2 separate regions of the Mus musculus genome follow, and region 2 is linked to region 1. A link is a contact called in public promoter capture Hi-C data. All regions are on one chromosome and are shown on one strand. The core of a region is the stretch at or near the end of the contact, and the rest is flanking DNA. Distances in the headings are between cores, read along the strand shown.

Evidence for each region. Promoter capture Hi-C pulls out the DNA fragments that hold promoters and counts their contacts.
Region 2: a contact with region 1 is called in a promoter capture Hi-C map of second pharyngeal arch cranial neural crest. The contact joins the enhancer-like site here to the promoter of Sgk3 in region 1. A contact is called at or near these places in 18 of 39 promoter capture datasets (the 3T3-L1 cell line, 3T3-L1-derived adipocytes, the C10 cell line and 13 more), 5 of 484 Hi-C or Micro-C datasets (the AML12 cell line, bone marrow-derived macrophages, colorectal tumor organoids and 2 more), 12 of 115 datasets of contacts at active chromatin or transcription factors (acute myeloid leukemia, bone marrow-derived macrophages, cardiomyocytes and 6 more) and 4 of 9 other capture datasets (adipose tissue, embryonic stem cells, liver and 1 more).

Annotation. Positions count from the first base shown.
Region 1 is chr1:9,795,945-9,801,309 of GRCm38.p6, forward strand. It overlaps Sgk3 (serum/glucocorticoid regulated kinase 3), which reads left to right and starts at 2,186. Exons shown (of 18, transcript NM_133220.2): 1 at 2,186-2,302.
Region 2 is chr1:9,978,706-9,984,411 of GRCm38.p6, forward strand. Ppp1r42 (protein phosphatase 1, regulatory subunit 42) reads right to left here. Exons shown (of 9, transcript NM_145692.2): 7 at 111-242. Among named protein-coding and RNA genes, the nearest start is that of Tcf24, 14 kb to the left of the region's middle. Within about 2 kb of position 3,171, at least 12 of the 459 cell types and tissues checked have an H3K27ac peak or open chromatin away from gene starts, as enhancers often do. A contact at or near this core is called in liver and second pharyngeal arch cranial neural crest, where this site is marked.

The DNA.
Region 1 (5,365 bases), core at 936-3,435:
AATATTTGCCTTGTGTGCATGAACAGAGCCATTCTTTCAAAGAAAACATTAACATCTACATTTCAACAAAAAAGCTTCACCTATTTTAAAATTTGATTTTACAGAAAGCCTTTTAAAAAGACATAAGTATTTAACCAAACACTCAACAACTTTTATAGTTTAACCCTAAACATACTGGACAATGGGAATAAGATCTGTATCACCATAGGAGTTAATTAAAGGGATGCTACTCAAAGCACACCCTTACATGCATCTGGAGACGCATCTCAGCGGTGTAGCAGACGCCTAGTGTATATACAGCATCCAGGATTTGATCCCTAGAATTAAGTAGAAAAGTTAATTTTAAGGGTGAGGAAGATGGCTCAGTCAGTAGAGTGCTTGCTGCACTGATGTGAGGACCTGAGTTTGGGTGCCATGTACAAAGCCAGCTATGATGGTGCCTAATCACAGCGCTGGGAAGGCAGACAGGGGAGGACCCTGGAGCTCACAGGACAGCCAAGATGCCAACAGCCAGGTCTAAGATCAGCAAGAGACTCCATCTCAGAAAATAAGCCGGACAACGTCTGGGGAAGAAAACTACTTCTGATCTCCACCCTGTATGCATGCTTACATGTGTGTGCATGTACACACACACACACACACACACACACACACACACACACACTCACTCACAAGCCCATACCTAACTTCCTCTTAATCAAATGAAGATCATCCTCATTTCTTGTCCATAAATGTTGGTGGGCTCTCGATCTCTCTTCCCCCCTCCCCCGCCCCACGTTCTTTATAGTGGTAAGACAAATTTATCCTGGAAACACTAAAATGGTTTCCATCTGTTTTTTTTTTTTTCCCTAACGTCAAAATGTGGTGATAGTTAGGTATTTATCTTTTAATCGAGAATGATGTCATTCCCTTAGTGTTTATTGACATAAAATTTCCTTTTGTCCAAGAGCATTTCTTCAGTATTATGAATATGGCTTTAATTAGCAGATACACTGATCACTTGTTTTTTTGTCACAGAGAAGATGTGTGCTTTATTGTGTGTATTGCTTTGTAAGCAGATCATAGTGGAACATATAAATGACTGCTGCAATATGTTGGGCTCTATGAACTGTATTTTCTTGTCCATTTCCCAAAGCCATGGAGAATCGCTGTTAAGAAAGTCCTGTGAGAATAATAGGTTTCACAGTATAAAAGAATTTGGGTTCACAACCTATTTTAAGGACAAGGCCATATTGCAGCATGGATAGTACAAATAACTTTTCTTACATTTATTCATGAGGCTAAATCTTCTGAGTATCGTTCTAAAATATAAAGAGTTCTTTGAATTTACGGAACTCACTCATTCATCTCAGTTCCTCTATTTGTTCATAGATTTGTGGCAAATTTTCTGGAACCATATGATTCAAAGGGTAGATTAATGTAAAATATGAAGCATGCCATGCAGACAGAAATCCTTTAAACAGTTGTGTGGGTCTACTTTCACGTGGTATCAGATAAAACCTAAACTACAGTGGTGGTGTGGCTCTCTAGTTCAAAATTTTAACTCTACTCCACAACCATTGAATCGTGTAATTCTTAGTTCCCCATTCACAGAACGGGTTTTTAAAAACGCAGCTTCTGTAGTTAAATGGACAAGCACCAGCAGTAGAGTGTGTTGGGTAGTTTAAAAATAACAAACAAAAATAATCCATAGATCTAAAATGATCAAGAGAAACGCATATTATCTGTACATAGCATCTATCTGCCAATTTGTGAGAGCCCTCGCTCATCCATAAACACTGGTCAAAAAAAAAAAAAAAAATCAATCTGCTGACGTGGGAAAAAGTGTAGAAAACTGCCCAGAAAAAGCTAAAGGAAGCACAGTGGGCTCTCCAGATCGTCCGAATACTTATTTGGCTTCTGCAGCGTCCAGCTTGCAGGAAGCCGCAGCCCCCAGCCCTCTGCCACCGCCCGGGTCCGCTCTGCCGCCCGGGCTCCCGAGTGGGCCAAGGTCACCCTCGCCGCGGACCTCGCGCATCCCGTCAGCTGAGCGCAGGAGTCCGGCGGCGTCTCCTCCTGAACTTTGCACCCCGCGTGACGGGCGAGCGCGGGTAGCCGAGCGGTCCCGCCATCCGCGCGGGTCCCGGCCGACCCCGCCGTCCCCTCGCGCCGCCCGCCCGCCCGCCCGCCGCCCGGCGCTTCGCGGGAGGAGCCGCCGTGACGCGTCAGGGAGGAAACGCCGGCGCCCGGCCGCGCCGCCGGGAAGAAGAAACTGCCAGCGCTCTGGGCTCCGCGCCCGGGCGCCCGGACGCCGCACAGCCGGGTAGGTGCGGGGCGGGTGCGCCGGTCTGCGTGCCGGGGTCCCGGCCGGGCTCTCTCGGGCGCCGGGGTCCCGCCGCGGCCCGGCGCGGTCTTTGTGTGCTCCGGGAGAGCTCAGCGCCGTGGCGTGGGGCTCCCTCGCGCGGGGGAGCGCGGGCGGCTCGCCCGGCCCCCCGAGCGGGGCAGCGGGTGGCGAGGACCCGGGAGCCCACCTGACGCGGGATGGGGTTCTGCGCGGACCCGCCGGGGCGACGGTGTGAAGTGGTCGGCAGGGCTAGATCGCGTCGCCACTCTTTTTCAAGTTCTCAGACTCGAACCCTTCGGTCTGTTTTCGCTCGGTCGATTCTCACGGTTCAAGCACCGACGAATGCCGCCTTAAAGCGCGCTGAGGTTTTCGGTTCTAGGGCGCGCTTAGGGATGGTTCTTTGGACCGGTAGAAAAGAGAAGGGATTCGCCTCTTGAAACAAAGGTCTTTGACTTAATGTTGCACCGAATGCCTGGTTGAACTGCAGTTCTGCAGGCAGAGACTATGCTGGATGCACTTAGGATTCGAGAATAAACACAGAAGAAGAAAGAGAGAGAGAGAGAGGGGGAGAGAGAGAGAGAGAGAGAGAGAGAAAGAGAGAGGAAAACAAAACAACAAAACCCCAAAAACGCCTCTTGGGTAGAGTCTTGCCCTTCTCACTAGATTGTTTACCTAACAGGCCTGGAAAGTGCCTGCTTTATTTAGCAAACACAGCTCATACTATGAACTGCTCTGTTTCCTAAGTGCTTTATAAATATTACCTCAAATTCTTAACTCAAAATGATAAGTTATTTGTGGTTGTAGCCACGAAGAGGCCATGCATACTCTAGTTCCCCAATGTTATAGAAAGAGCTGGAAACATTAGAGGAAGTTTCAGACATATTTTAGGAATGGGTGTGCCTTCTGCCCCCTTAGGCTACCACTCCCTTAAGGCAAGTTCTTACCCTTCATTCCCCGTAGGATTCAGGCGTGGAGAGATGGGACCTGTTGCTGGCAGGTCTCAGGCCAGATCCCATGTAACTTCAGAAAGGTGGACTCTCTGATTCCAAGTCTGACAACTCAGACATCAGAAGTTCCCTTTCTTTACACTGCCACTGGACTGAACCTAGTTTTGTTTTTATAGGGAGCTTTGTTTTCAATATGTTTGACAATTTATATGACGTGGCTCAGATGGGAGCATCAGATTAAACTTGAACTGTGAAACAGAACCCTTTTTGTTTGTAGACATTACCATTAACAGTTTGGTAATTTTTTTTTTTGCGGTTGGTTGTTGCTGGCACTGAATTGGTTGATGAATCCTGTAAGGTGTCCATTTTGTGTCTTGCGGCTTATATATAGAGAGAGGATTTTCCCCCAAAATAAAATGATCTTTTTAAATGAGTGTTTTGGGCCTGGTGCCTAGATGGTAAAGACTGAGAATGGTCAATAAATAATAACAACTGTGGTGATTATAAATGTAATATCAAGATTTTTTTTTATCATACTCACTGCCTCTGTTGGTTCTTTTCCTTCTCATAAATTTCCATTTCCTGGGAGGTAACTAAATGAGTTGGTAAGCCTGATTAATAGGACTGTACGAAGCAAAGGGGCTCTCCCGCCCCAGTACAGCTTCTGTAGATACCGCAGACATGAGTGCTACTCGTGAATTAAATTCAACCTAACATCTAATAATTGTCTTCAGAGAGACCGTGTGAGGTCAGTACATCTCAAAACGCTCTCCCTTTTGTACAAGTAAAGACACCACGGTATCAAACTGTTGGCTTTGCTGTTTGCCTGTTTGCCAAGCTAATGGAGGGTGAGCCCAGGTGGAGAAGGCGCATAAATGGGCGGAGCCTGGCACGTGCAGGCCTGTAATAAATATTTGTGGAATGAATGGCTTCAGAAAGCTTGCTCTTTCAAAACATACATCCCAAAATACCATCGTAATTGATTTGTGCTGAAGAGAGGCCTAACCCAGTGCTTCTCTTATTTCAAACAGTACCTGATGCAGTATTCTCCTTATAAAAAGGACAAAGATACCCTATGGACTAAGGATTTATCATCTCTAGTTTTTGAAAAATAACTTAGTGGTTGTTTTTTCTTTCTTTTTTTCTTGTCAAACACCCTGCCTATTTTTTATTTTATTTTATTTTTGGTCTGGTTTTAAGGGGTGTTAAGTGGGACAAATGCTGTTTGTTCTTGTGCTGAAAGCTTTCTTACATATGTCTCTAAGCACTTGGGTTTATGAGGGAGTTCAAATACAATGATCAAAGGGATTTCTCAGTGTTCTTCTGAAGTGTCTGACATGGCGGTGTGTTTTCTGAAGCTAATTACTTAAGTTTATACTTCTAAAAAAGCAAAAAAAAGTATCTTCATTTATTTATATCCTTTAAGTGTGGGCCTCTGCATCCTAAACTATGTGGCCCCAGATATATTACCTTTAAATAGGGAGGACAGTATGGCCACTACCTGGGAGAGGACTTGAGAAGGGCCACTGGGTGAAAGACAGCATGGCAGTTCCCCCAGGGACTTTAGGTAGCTAGAACATCGTAATGAAGCCCATCTGAGTCAGCTGCCTGTCAGCCCTCTGCGTGGAGGTGGAATAAGTGCTTTTCAAACCTGCCTTGTAGAAACTACCATTACCCTTTCAATCTTCACGTGTTCTTTCTTTTAAAACTTAATGTAAATTATGGACTAAACTGCTGATTCATGAGAGTCAAATTATGTAACGTGTTATTCCTGATAGAAATGGCTCCCACACTCTTTTAAGTGAAGATGTGTCTCTGTTTTTCTTTACCTGCTCCATTCCTGTTGAAGGAAGCTTTGATCTTGATTCACCCCCCCACCCCGCCCCTCATTTCATGGAGAAAAGTGATAAATCTAAGAGGGGCTGAGATGCCCGGTCTTTTAGTTCACATCAATATTTAATTTAACAGGATCGCTGAGTTAATTACTGTTGCCAAGAAGATGTGGGCCAGCCCAGAGTGTCAGGCTGCATGAGACCAAGGCCAAGGGCTTCAGAGAGAATTAGGGCAGTGTGCAGCAAGCCTTGCTTTCTTCTAG
Region 2 (5,706 bases), core at 1,921-4,420, 180 kb after region 1:
GGTTTTTGTAGCTTGTGTGACACTGCTCCCTTTGCTGGACGTGGTGGCGAGGGACGCGGTGGTGAGGGACGTGGTGGTGAGGGACACGGTGGCGAGTGGTGAGCACTTACTTATATAGGAGTTGCTTGCATCCTCACTTCTGCTCCTCCTTTTCTTGCTGATTTTCTTGGCATCTTTGGATGCTTTCCAATTCATTAGGAATTGTCTTTCCATATCTTTTATTTCTTTTCCATCAAGAAATTCTGGAGAAGACATGTATGTTAAAAATACAGTGTGTGTGTGTGTGTGTGTGTGTGTGTGTGTGTGTGTGAAAATAAAAATAAAAATATATACTTCCAGTTACAAACCCTGGTTCAAGGTCAATGGTGACCTGCCTTCAAGATCTGCTGGTGCAATAGAGGCACATGTGTTTTGGGAGTAACCAACTACTCTCTGATGGCACCCATGCTTGACCCTGTGGCCAAGAGCCTGAAAGTGGATAAGCAAGGAGACTAGGGGAAAACTAAGTCCTATTGTTCTGCTAAAGGAACACATGCTATTAGGAAATGACTCCTAATGAGTCCGTGCCTTGTTCAGCCGTTGTCAGAGAAGCTTTTTGCAGTAGATGGGAACTAACACCAAGACCCACAACTGGACACTGTACAATGAGTGAGAGACCAAGCTCTCGGTCATAAATGGGGTGTCTTCAATTAAGGCCCACCCCTCCTCCCCAGGACTCAGAGATATATGCTGAAGAGGAAGCAGAATGACTGTACAACCAGAAGTGATGGCTGCTGCAAAGAAGCAGGGACCTCCAGACAGAACAGTGGTGCACATATGAACCCACAGGGACCATATACATCCCATATAGCATGTCCAGGGCCTACACAGATAAATGGGGGCCCATCACTGAGATGGGAAGTGGACACGGGTTCCCAACCCTACCAAGAAGCTATCTGCAAGTAATATCTCCTGGGAAATGAAAACTTAACTTCCTCCTAATAATTCTCTCTGGATAAATTAACTATACTTCAGGGTAGGTCCCCATGTCCTGGTAGGCCCAATGTTTGTATTTGGCCAACAAATACAAACTCAGTGGTATTTTTGTGGAATTTTCATCTCATTTTGCTTTGTTTGGGCATTTTTTTAAAAATCTCATTTGTCTTTTGCTTATATATTTTGAGTTTTGTTTTTGTGGTGGTTTGGTTTTTCTTTTGTGTGCGTTCCTTCTTTCTTTAAAGAGAAAGAAAGGGCATGACATTGTGTGGGGAAGTGGGAAGGTGAGGAGGGTCTAGGAGGTGTTAGGGAGGGGAAAATCTGATCAAAATATAGCATATACATTTTTTATTAAAAAATAATTGGGGGGCTAGAAAGATGGCTCAGCGGTTAAGAGCACTGGCTGTTCCTCCAAAAGTCATGACTTCAATTCCCAGCAACCACATGGTGGCTTACAACTATCTGTAATTGGATCTATTGTCCTCTTCTGGTGTGTCTGAAGACAGTGACAGTGTACTCATATATACATAAAATAAATAAATAAATCTTTAAAAAATAATTGAGAAAAATCCTTACTTATATACTTACTTATTTTAATTTTATGGTGTGGTTTGTGCATGTGTGTGTGTGTGTGTATGTGTGTGTGCATGTGTGTGTGTGTGTGTATGTGTGTGTGTGTGTGTGTGTGCATGTGTGTGTGAGTGTGTGTGTGTGTATGTGTGTGTGTGTGCATGTGTGTGTGTGTGTGTGTGCATGTGTGTGTGTGTGTGTGTGTGTGTGCATGTGTGTGTGTGTGTAGCCTTTTTCCTCAGTGCTAGAACCACTAGCGTGAGTCAGCCTGCTTGGCCTTTGACATGAATCCTCATTTATGGCACACACTGGACTGACTGCATTATCCCTCTGGCCTTTACACTTATACTTGTTGAGCTTTTCTCTATTTTTTAGTTTCCTGATTTAAAAAATATGCACGTATTATAAACAACTGAAACATAATGAAAGAAGAGAAAAAAGGTCTTTTGTTATTCATACCCTGCCTTCCCCTGCTGAAGATGTTCACTGGGAACAGTTTGGACTTGATCCCCCTTCTAAGATTATGTTCGTTTTTAAAGTAGAAATGTTACAATGCAAGTAAAATGATATTTATAAACTTAACATTTGGTCTTAGAACAAAATAATATAAAAGCCAGGCATAGTGGCACACATCTTTAATACGAGCACTCAGGAGGCAGAGGCAGGCAGATCGCTGAGTTTGAGGTCAGCCTGGTCTATATAGAGAGTTCCAAAATACTCAGGCTACACAAAGAAACCCTGTCTCAAATATATATATCATATATATACACACACACACATATGTATATATACACATATATAACTACCTATATACATATGTTTATATACCATATATAAAAATGTATATATAGTAAGCATTCTAGTATGTCTTTAAACACAATTTCTGATAGGTGACAAATTATTATATATGGATTGTTTATAAAATACTAAACATGTCCATTATTTTATTTTACCTATATTTGTATCACATAAAGTGGTTTATGTGGCTTTTATTTAACAAAAAGACTATCTTTTCTAACAGTGTATCTGTATAATTCTTAAGCTGTTTTTCATTATCTGAGTAAGGTCTTCCACTGAGTCCCAGACTATAGTAAGGATACAGGAAAAGTTTTTTGGTCATGTTCTTTCAGGGTGCCTGAGACTACTCTAAAAAAAGTGATTCGGGCTGGAGAGATGGCTCAGTGGTTAAGAGCACTGACTGCTCTTCCAAAGGTGCTGAGTTCAATTCCCAGCAACCACATGGTGGCTCACAACCATCTGTAATGGGATCTGATGTCCTCTTCTGGTGTGTCTGAAGACAGGGACAGGACAGTGTACTCACATACATAAAATAAATAAATCTTTAAAAAATAAAAGTTGATTCTACTGCTGAAAGATTTAATGCTGCCACTTAAATACCTGCAATATTGTATTTAAAGTATTGTTTTAAAATAATGTTGTATTTAAAGTATAAAGTAGAGTAATATACAGAGTATAGTGGTCTGTTCCTCGCCCACAGGTGACAGACTCCAGCCTGCAGGAGACTGCAGGCTGCAGGCAGAATGCTGGCCCAGAAGGACCACATTTACCCTGGCCAGGGACACGTATGGTAATGTTTAACTCAGGCAAAGAGATTAGCAGCTAGCAATCAGACAGCCCTAACACCGTGGTGTTATACACGTGTGGTAAATATGCCTTCTCCAGATACCTTACTGGTGTCACGTAGTTCCTAACTGTGGCTGGCAGTGGGCACCAGAGGTCTTGTCTCTGGAGATGTAACCACTTTACATTTTTTGTACCTTTCTTACCTAAATGACAAGCACTTTCCAAACTATAGTTCGAGGAGTTGGCAAGGTGTTTTGCCATTATGCTTTTTTGGACTTAAAACCACATCAGCCACTTTTATGCTCAGTTTCTTACATGCTTGTCTTTATTGATGCCTTTACATATTTGCTTCTTTTAGCAATTATATAACTTGCTAGTGTATTTTGGGTGACTATATATTCACGTATATGTACACACACACACACACACACTGTCTTGAGTAATCTGATTCCATGTCATTTTTAGTACATAATCTTGCCTAAGGCTCTTATGTATAGAAGTGATTTTGGAGAGAGAGCAGGTAACTGACAATAGAGAGATTTATTTCACTTTAACAATTTGTTCTCAACATGAAATGTGCTTTCCACCCACGCTATGTAAACCAGGTATGTAGGGTTTGTTTCATTTATTGAGGACTGGGTAAACTGCACAACATAAAATGGTCCTTCATAGACTTTTAACTTTCATTGTTGTTGTTGTCTGGTCTTAAATGTGGTAAAAAGAAGATAAATGAGAACAACAAAGACAAAATTCAATTCAAATTACTTGTTATATGGATATGTGCATAGACTTGAAAGACATACACCAAAGTTTTTTTGGTTTTTGGGTTTTTTTTTGGTTTGTTTGTCTGTTTTGTTTTTCGAGACAGGGTTTCTCTGTATAGCCCTGGCTGTCCTGGAACTCACTCTGTAGACCAGGCTGACCTCAAACTCAGAAATCCACCTGCCTCTGCCTCCCGAGTGCTGGGATTAAACCACCTGACTTTTTTTTCTTTAAAGTATTAATTTTGTAATCATAAAGTATGTTATAGAAGGAATAGTTATGTAAGAGAAGGTTTGAGTAATTTTTGCTTTTAGAAATTTTATAGAGCTAAAGCTTAACCTCGGGGCCTAATGAGTCGGCGATCCACACTGCAGCCTATATTGAATTTTTGTTTTTGAGTCAGGGTCTCACAATATAGCTCTGGCTGTCCTGATGCTCGATATACACATTAAGCTGTTCTTGAACTCAAACCTCTGCCTTCCATGTGTAGGCTTAAAGGCTTGTGACACAGACTTTCTTCATAGTAGACTGTTCTTACTCATTACACATTGATTGCGTTTCCTTTCCCCTCTGGCTGAGTGAAGCCAACTGACGCAGTTGGGTGTGGTGCCAGAGAGGCAAAGGGGAGTGGCTGCCCAGCACAGCTGCCTGCACAACTTTGAAATCATACCGCCATAATTCTCTGTGTGTCATTGGTTTTCTACCTTTGTGGGCTGTGAATAGATAACTCCTGCACATACGTTTTAAGAAAAAGAATGTTTTCCATCACTTGATTTGCTACTCTCCATGCCAGAGAATCACTGCACTAGCATTATGGTGAGTCAGCTATGAGTTTTGAAGATGACTTATCATATTTTAGCTCTTTATTAATTCTTATATCCAAGCACACCAAGCCCCAGAGTTTGGCTGCAGAACACTCTCTCACAAGGCTCCTTTGTAACATAGCATTGCCTGTCCTATTGATGCTTTGTAATTTTGACAAACTATCCAAGTACTTTGGTACATTTCCTCCAGCGTGGGTGTACTGGCTAGTTTTGTGTCAACTTGACACAGCTGGAGTTATCACAGAGAAAGGAGCTTCAGTTGAGGAAATGCTTCCATGAGATCCAGCTGTAAGGCATTTTCTCAATTAGTGATCAAGGGGGAAAGGCCCCTTGTGGGTGGGACCATCCCTGGGCTGGTAGTCTTGGTTCTATAAGAGAGCAGGCTGAGCAAGCCAGGGGAGGCAAGCTAGTAAGGAACATCCCTCCATGGCCTCTGCATCAGCTCCTGCTTCCTGACCTGCTTGAGTTCCAGTCCTGACTTCCTTTGGTGATGAACAACAGTATGGAAGTGTAAGCCAAATAAACCCTTTCCTCCCCAATTTGCTTCTTGGTCATGATGTTTGTGCAGGAATAGAAACCCTGACTAAGACAGTAGGGTAGACTTAAGAATATTAAAGTGATAACAATACAAATATTTCTACATGTTTTTCAAAGATGCAGCATAAATCTTGGACTTAGATTTATGTAGTGACACTCAATAAATTATGAAATACACTGAACAATTTAAAAAAAAAAAACCAAGGCTGTTCTTATTTGTTAGGATTTGATAAAACAATTCACCAGGCCCCTCTTATGTGCTCCTAGGCAAGTGACAGATGAGCAAGCTTTAATCAGTTGTAGCTGCAGAACAAGTGCTAAGAAGGCTAAGGCCCTGCCAAGGATTTTCACCAAGCTAAGTTTAGCAAATTTATGGCTAACCAGTTTTGTAGGTAGTTCTTACACGCGTTCTCGTGACCGGCCAGGAAGAACGCAACAAACCGGAATCTTCTGC